2 separate regions of the Salmo salar genome follow, and region 2 is linked to region 1. A link is a contact called in public Hi-C data. All regions are on one chromosome and are shown on one strand. Each heading gives the region's core, a stretch centred on a gene start, on an enhancer-like site or on the middle of the called end of the contact. The rest is flanking DNA. Distances are from core to core; before and after follow the strand shown.

What was found. Hi-C and Micro-C count contacts between places; a contact is called where the count stands out from the background.
Region 2: a contact with region 1 is called in a Hi-C map of muscle, with 10 times the contacts expected there. The contact joins the promoter of LOC106561252 here to the promoter of LOC106561224 in region 1. A contact is called at or near these places in 2 of 3 Hi-C or Micro-C datasets (gill and muscle).

What each region holds. Positions count from the first base shown.
Region 1 is chrssa01:123,395,874-123,400,033 of Ssal_v3.1, forward strand. LOC106561224 (CBP80/20-dependent translation initiation factor) reads left to right here and starts at 1,897. Exons shown (of 13, transcript XM_014124986.2): 1 at 1,897-2,031.
Region 2 is chrssa01:123,699,266-123,703,457 of Ssal_v3.1, forward strand. LOC106561252 (mothers against decapentaplegic homolog 7) reads right to left here and starts at 1,488. Exons shown (of 4, transcript XM_014124999.2): 1 at 1-1,488. The coding sequence starts at 406.

The DNA.
Region 1 (4,160 bases), core at 647-3,146:
TGTCTCTCCAGAAACTCCCCTTTCCCCCTATAATGGATGATAATATGCAATAATGAGTTAGTATCCATGCTTGATTATGTACCTGAAGGTTTTAAGTTAGGTTGTTAAACAACAGCAACCTTCTAATGTAAAGGTTAATGGAAAAAGGATAAAATATGAAGATTAATTTTTGTCTATTGTTATGCCTATTGCATGTAAGAATCAGTATTTACTAAATGCACTGATGATGATGATAGACTGAATGTATGTTAAGAAGTCAAAGAAAAATGTGTTATCGCATATAAACACAGCCCTTATTTTAAGTGTTTCTAAAATCCCCTATGGGATTTCAATGGTGGAAAAACGGTTGGAACCATTTCCCTGTTTGACCACTAGGTTTTATGGGTATTATGACACCTCCACTGTGGGGTTCAATAGACCTAAACCTAATAGCTGTAGTTCTCTCTAAAAGTGTTTGATAGACAGATTTATATATAGCTTTTGTATTTTTTTTCTGGATCCATTTGTATATTAAAATCGACTACTGACCACTGAACACCTTGCTGTAAATTAAACACCTGACTTCCCCGTAAAGACAGTTGTCCAGCAGCACCTTCCACCATCTCCCTTGGCTATAAGACATGTTACTTGTATATTTTTTTACACAAATTGTCTTCCTCTCATCTGGAAGCATAAGGTGCTGTCTACACACTAAATATGGTAATGTCCCAAATTCAAAGGTTCATGAAAATATGTGATGACCAGTCAACCTGTCAATTTAATCTGTTTCAGTTTTCTATAAAAGCAGTTGGGTTGAATGATTACAGAAGCTACATTGCAGCGGGACATATAGGTAATTGCCAAAATAAAGGAAAAGCCAACATAACATTTCTAAATAGGGCATTGGGCCACCACGAGCAGCCAGAACAGCTTCAATGAACCTTGCCATAGATTTTACAAGTGTCTGGAATTCTATTGGAGGGATACAACACCATTCTTCCACGAGAAATGTAATTATTTGGTGATTTGTTGATGGTGGTGGAACACGTTGTCTCAGGCACCACTCCAGAATCTCTCCTAAGTGATCAATTGGGTTGAGATCTAGTGACTGAGGCACCCACTCACTCGCACACCCTACACACACACACTTTAAACCCCCTATGCTCCTTTGAGACCCCTTCTAGCCATGGTAAGTCACTGAGATCTCTTCTTCAAGCCATGGTATCCAAATGGGCCTGGTTAAAATGTCATTGCACAATCATGATTGCAAAAGTTGTATGTCATCCAGTACCCACAAGGGGTCACTTGTGGACTTAAGTAAAAATACAATACAGGCCATCAGCTACATACACCACAAAGAGATCTTCTCTGCTTGAGTTACTTCGTTGGACACACAGATAATAACGCATCACTGCGCTCAAATCAATTAACACCATAACAAAGCAAAAACTCCTTGTCTTAAAACATGATCGTTGTTTGATTTTATTTATAGATAACAATAAATGGTACAGTCTATTGTATAACAATGCAGGCTGTTGCATGAGAAGGTCCGTACCTTCGAATCTATTTAAACACAAAAATATAAATTGTATGAAATAAAATTTAAATAAAAAATTCGAACAGTGGATCATTTGTACCGTAATAGCATTAGAATAGGCCTAGATAAAACACAGCACAGGGACAATAAAAAACATCAATAAACTGAAATTGACTTCAGAAATAATTAAACACATCAAATGTCCCCCAATAACATCATAGATCCTTCTAAAATGTCTATATAAGTATGTATCATTACAAGATATATACATTTCAACTACACTGCGATGTCTCACTAGAACTCCAGCTCCCAGAATCCAAGCCTCCACGTACACACGTCCTGCGAGCAAACCGGACTAAACGTCACATTCATGCGTTTCCCCCTGCTTGTGTGTCGGGGAACGTAATCTTTTCCTTCCGAATACGTTTCTCTCCCGAGAAATATACCCATGACACAGTGGGTTTAATATCAGGAGGTGATCCCGGATTTCCCAGCCGTCCGAATCCAATATTTGGGTGAGGATATTGTTTTCTGTAAATGGTTTAGCTTCGCTATCTAGCTGGAATAATGTTTGCCAGTTGAGTGTTGATCTAACGCTAGCTACGGTGTGTGACCAGATCCAATGTTGTGCATGTTTTCGCTGCCTGAGACCTGGTGTGCCTAAATGATGATGATGAAAGACATTTCAACTGATTGTGGCTCGACAGAAAGCTGTGACTGGCTTGTAACTTTATAGATATGACAGTAGGCAACGTTGGGATTTGAGTTTGAGTATGAATTAAACTAACGTAGGTACCGTTAACTAGCGTGACAGCGCCCGAGGCCGGACAGATGTGTGGTCATTCTTTTTTTATGATAGTCAACATGTTTTTCAGGCACGCGCCTGGTAAAATAAAACGCACTGAAAAAGATTCCATATCTAAAATACGTTTTTTGTTCTTGTTATTATTAGCTAGCGAGCATGTGTTACTCTCAAACCATCCCCTAAGTGTTGTCCCAGCTGAGACGTTAGTAGTTGCTAACTAGCTAGCTACACAGCTAGTCGATTCTTATGGTCGCTGCAGTATGAACTTTTTGGTTCAACCCGAGCAAATTCACGTATAAATGTAGTTCTAGATCTGTGTCATTGAAAGCAAGTCTAAGATCTGTTGTGTGCGCCATTTTCGACACTTCTCCTTCTTAAGTTTAGTTGTTGCTTTTGATGTTGTACACCAGCTTCGAACAGATGAAAATACTATATTTTTGGTTATTGATAATATATTTCAGTGGTTTAGATTGTACACTGATTATCTACACTGCTTGTTTTGTCACAAACTGAAAATAGGCTTAGAATTTTAGCTATTTAGCTAAATATAAAAAAAGGAAAAAAAGATTGCTCAATATTTATTTGGCCTTACTGGTATTAGCCCATACAAACGCGCTGAATAACAGATTCACTACATGGAACAACAGGTAGCCCCCCAAAAAATCTAAAGGAAGTTTGTTCTGAAGTGTCTGTCCTATGTATGTATGTATGTATGTATGTATGTATGTATGTATGTATGTATGTATGTATGTATGTATTATTTTTTTTTTACATGTTCCCTTAACAGTCTTATGCAAATTCGATTTCCACTGAGGTGTGGACATCGACCTTAGTGGTTTGCACACTAGGACAATAAACTGAAAATTAACCTACTGACATTGCCCTCCTCTTACCGAAGTATTTTGCTTAGCTAATAATTTTCGGTGATTTTGTTTTGTTTGTTCGAAAACCATTATTTGGTCAACAGTAATAACCTATGCATTATGATTCCTGCTATAAAATTATCTTTCGATCCCTGTTTTACTGTCGGCTGCTGTGTGTGCAAGCCACTCTTCACTCCCTCTCCCCACTGTGCATACAGAGGAGGGATAGATATGTTATAAGCAAAAGCATATGACAATTGTTCAAAATGCAATTGTGGAAAAATAACGTTTTGAAAGCAACTACTGTTCTAGTTACGGACAGAATTCACAGCTTTCTGTGAGTATTTAATATATATTGGGTTCATGGCACCACTTTACAACCAGAGTAGGCTATGTAGTATGGTTTTGAAGTGCCCACCATTTGCACTTAATAGGCCTACATCAAGTAGCCTAGACCTAGCACTGTAAAGTTCTGTAGGGTATTACATTTACTGATAGCCATGTAGACTAATTGATGAATCTATCTAGTAACAATATCATATTTAGTTGGCATACCTGCTAAGTGTTTTGAGTTCACACTTCCTCAGGTGGTGAATAGGCTAATAATATAGCCTAGGCCTATGCACAAAGATGTCGGCAAATCCATCTCTGAAGAGCCCAAAATAAATCTGAACATTCTGGATTCTATAGGTTGCACATCAAAATATCGATCTTGAATTACCTGCATATGTTAGATTAAATAACTTTTTTAATCATAGGCAATGCCATCTCAGTTGTACTTGGCACAAAAAAAATCTACCTTTAATGGAAAGTAAGCCTAACTGTCCATAAATGTTTATCGTTGTATTTATCGTTATCGAGCAAAATAGTTCGATTTATTGTCATGTCTTTTTTGTCTATATCGCCCAGCTCTAACATAACAACCCTAGTCACATACTAGTAGTGTTGTACGGTATACCAAAACTTCAGTACTTTT
Region 2 (4,192 bases), core at 238-2,737, 300 kb after region 1:
CATAGGATTCACAGCAAGATAGCCTTTTTAATTCCGAGCAATGCCTGAGGTCCGACCACCGAAACACTTTGTAGAGCAGCAAGGGGAGGGAATAAGACTGCTGACCCAGTTTGGTGTCCACTTTGCTGGGTAGGAGCAGGCAGGGGCTCCGTGCACCCCCCTTTGACTCCACCGCTTGTAAGAGCCCCTCTAATTGTTTCTCTTTGATTTTTTTCAGTATCGAGTGGGTCAGGGCTTTCAATTCAGCCTCCGTTCCGGCGCTAGTTTTCCCGGCAACCTTCGTCGATTTACCCATACAGCAACCCCCGGATCCATGCGTTCGTGTATCCGCCTCCCCGTCGCCCTCGACGGGCGCACGGCTCCTCCAGAGTCGCCGGACGAGCCCCGTTCGTTTGGTCCTAAACATGCGGGACGAAAAGAGGGTTTCCCGGCTAAAAAACGAGCATGATGTCCGCAAATCATGAAGATTCCGGGATCCGAGTCCAGGCAACGACAAGCAGCCTGATATATTATTATGGAGAAACCGGGAGGTGGAGAAGCAAAGAAAATCTGTAGCATACGCCAGTCTAATTTTCTCAAAACTAAAGCCCACAAAAAAAATATATAATCAAGGCTCCTGCCGTGATAGTAACCTTCTCTGTAAGGAGAAATTAACCATCACCTTAACGGTATTATAACACTATAATAGTCCTTCTACTAATATACAGCTATATCGAAACATAAACCTTAATGTCAATGTAGGAACGCTGAGCATCTAGAATACAAAATAGCAGCATAGATAAATTGTTACAATGTAGAGCTAGGCTACTGTGAACATTAAATGCTACATTCGTTCCATTCCATCAGTATGCTATGTATAAAGAAAAACATTGTAACATTACTTTGCGCATATGGTTATGAGTAGGATTTTTATGGTATTCTGAGCCAGTAGGCTAAATATCCTGGTAAAATACTAGAATGATATATCCATGGGAAAAAAACGAAGCTCGCCCGTTTTCTTTAGAAAATAAATAATCCACACAACCCTTGATCCGACAGCAAAAAAAGGCTTTAACAAAGGCCAGTGTCTATGTTTTATCCCCTATCTTCTAAATATCATAACCGTCTGCACAGGATGTGATCTTCAATATAGATTTGGACGTTACGAGAGAAGGAAAGGATCCTCCAAACAGATCCAAAGCGAATGAGCAAATCCAAAACTGGAGCCGCTGAAGTGCCAGACAGAAATCTACCCCGAGTAGAGTAGTTGCGTTTCCGATTGAATACCGAACAGTCTTGATTACAAGAATTACCTACAGCCTATATTTCTAAATATCCCATGATAAATTAATCCAGCCACTTTTTGAATGAATTTCTGTAGTCTGAGGAATAAAGTGATTTGAGTTTGACAAAGAAGTGATGCGATCTTCAGAAAAGGTCTGCGAATGACTCGAATAGCTCAAGTGCCCTTGCCTTCTCTCACTCGCTATCTCTTTCTGACTCTGTGCTCTTAGCTGTGTCTCCAGTGCGCGTTGGCGCGCCCCGTCACGTGGTTGTCTAGACACCCTGTCGCTTAAAAAAAATGATTGTCTTGCGCAAACAAGAGATCAAGTAGCTTACATACAGAGAAATCGTTGGGTGAGGAAAAGTTTCAATTTCCAGAAGTTACAAAGTAACAAAATGTAAAAACAAGGCGAAAATATCACGTTGGGGGGGAAATATGGAGCTAGAATGGCTATTTTACTATATAAATGAAACACACACTCTCTCTCGCTCTCTCTGAAAGAGAGATAAGGGTTGCCGCGGGGTAATATTTGACCAAACATTATTTGTTTTACCTTTTATTTACTTTGCGCCATATGATCACATTAATGCGGTGGGCATAAATATAAATAGGCTAACTATGACTGACACTGATCATAATAGTAGGCTAATAATAATAATAATAATAACACAACACATAATAATATTGTTGGTATTATAATAACAACAATTAGAATACAGCCATATTGTTGATATTGTTATTAGGCTATTATTATTATTATTATGTTTCCCTTTAATGGTGGGTAACCTAGTTGCACGTCTCAACCTTTTCCCCCTGAATGGTCTCAACGAACTACTGCCTCCCTCTGGTCACAGTTATTTTCCCTGTGAAATACATCTGACATAGGTTACCTACTTATTTATTACACATTAGGCTACTCATCATGGACAAGTTCACTGTTATTGTACAAAACGTTTTGTTGTATTTTATTCTTTGATAATATCCCACACTTGGGTTGTCTATCATGTCAGAGACTGGTGACTGTTGGTAATCAACAGATTATAGGCCTACAGTAGTAGTTTGCTAATCTCAGTTTGCCTGAGTAGGCTACTTCCACATCTACATTATCAGATCAAATCTGAAATTGGAACCTACAAGCATTTCACTACACCCGCAATAACATCTGCTAAATATGTGTATGTGACCAATAACATTTAATTTAATTTGATTAACATAGGCTAATCGTCTGGACTGGTGCACCACCATTTGAAAGAGGTTTCCTGTCCCATTAGGCTACTGTAGGCTAACTATGGGGCCTAGCCTATAGTTTATATATTTCTTGTGCTGGGAAAATGTGTAACTTTTCCTGTTGATACATTCAGCCTGATAGTGTAGACTAATAGGGATCCTACCATCTGATTAAATGTAGCTACATTTATTTAGAAGAGAGACCAAAGCTTAATTGTAAAACATAATCCAAATGACAGAATAAAGAGAATGCAACTCCGCTTTATCTATACTTGGGTGTAGAAAGGAGACAGAAGACTACCTTCCCTCCGCAAAGTCTACAAACCTCTACCAAAAGGAATGACAACATATGACCCTTTTAACTGACTTGTTGGCTGTACAGACAGGTCTGTCTCTGACTCGGTCTGTGTGAGTAAATTGAAGAATGCCGTCTGCTGTAGCCTAATTGTGTTCTAGACATAAGGGGAGGAGACGCAGGCAGGCAGCAGTAGCCTACTATGTTAATGTGGGTGCCAGTCAGGCAAGGCAGTGAGTGTTGCTGCAGGGCACTGGGATGGGGTGGATGATGGTAATGATGATGGGATATGTGTGTTCTATTCAGGATGGCAGGCACCAACAGTCAATGGCTCAGACTCATTGTTCCACCGATTCCCCACTGGCGCCGCACAACAGTTTAAACTCAACCAACAGCAGCAGCACCCAACATTTTTAAGGTCGTCTGGAAGTAATCTACACCAAAAACAACCGCAGTTCAGAACATAAAGAGTTTTTCTCTCTCAGTCTCTCTGTGTAATGAAAGTGGATTCACCCAGTTTACAGGAATTATTTTTATCAATACATTTTTAATTTCGAATTGGCAAAAGAAAACAATGCAGGGTAACTAGCCCCCCGAGCAAAAGGGGTACGTAACTCAATATCGGAAAGGTAATCTTAATGTTTTGTACACTCAGTGTGTGTGTGTGTATATACAGTTGAAGTCAGAAGTTTACATACACTTAGGTTGGAGTCAATTAAACTCATTTTTCAACCACTCCACACATTTCTTGTTATCAAACTATAGTTTGGAAAGTCGGTTAGGACACCTACTTTGTGCATGACATGTAATTTTTCCAACAATTGTTTACAGACAGATTATTTCACTTATAATTCACTGCATCACAATTCCAGTGGGTCAGAAGTTTACATATACTAAGTTGACTGTGCCTTTAAACAGCTCAGAAAATTCCAGAAAAGTATGTCATGGCTTTAGAAGCTTGAGATAGGCTAAATGAGATAATTTGACTCAATAGACCTGAGGATGTATTTCAAGGCCTACCTCAAACTCAGTGCCTCTTTGCTTGACATCATGGGAAAATCAAAAGAAATCAGCCAAGACCTCAGAAAAAAAATGTGTAGACCACCACTAGTCTGATTCATCCTTGGGAGCAATTTTCAAACACCTGAAGGTATCACATTCATCTGTACAAACAATAGTACACGCAGCCATCATACCGCTCAGGAAGGAGATGCATTCTGTCTCCTAGAGATGAACGTACTTTGGTGCGAAAAGTGCAAATCAATCCCAGAACAACAGCAAAGGACCTTGTGAAGATGCTGGAGGAAACAGGTACAGATACAGAAGTATCTATATCCACAGTAAAATGAGTCCTATATCGACATAACCTGAAAGGCTGCTCAGCAAGGAAGAAGCCACTGCTCCAA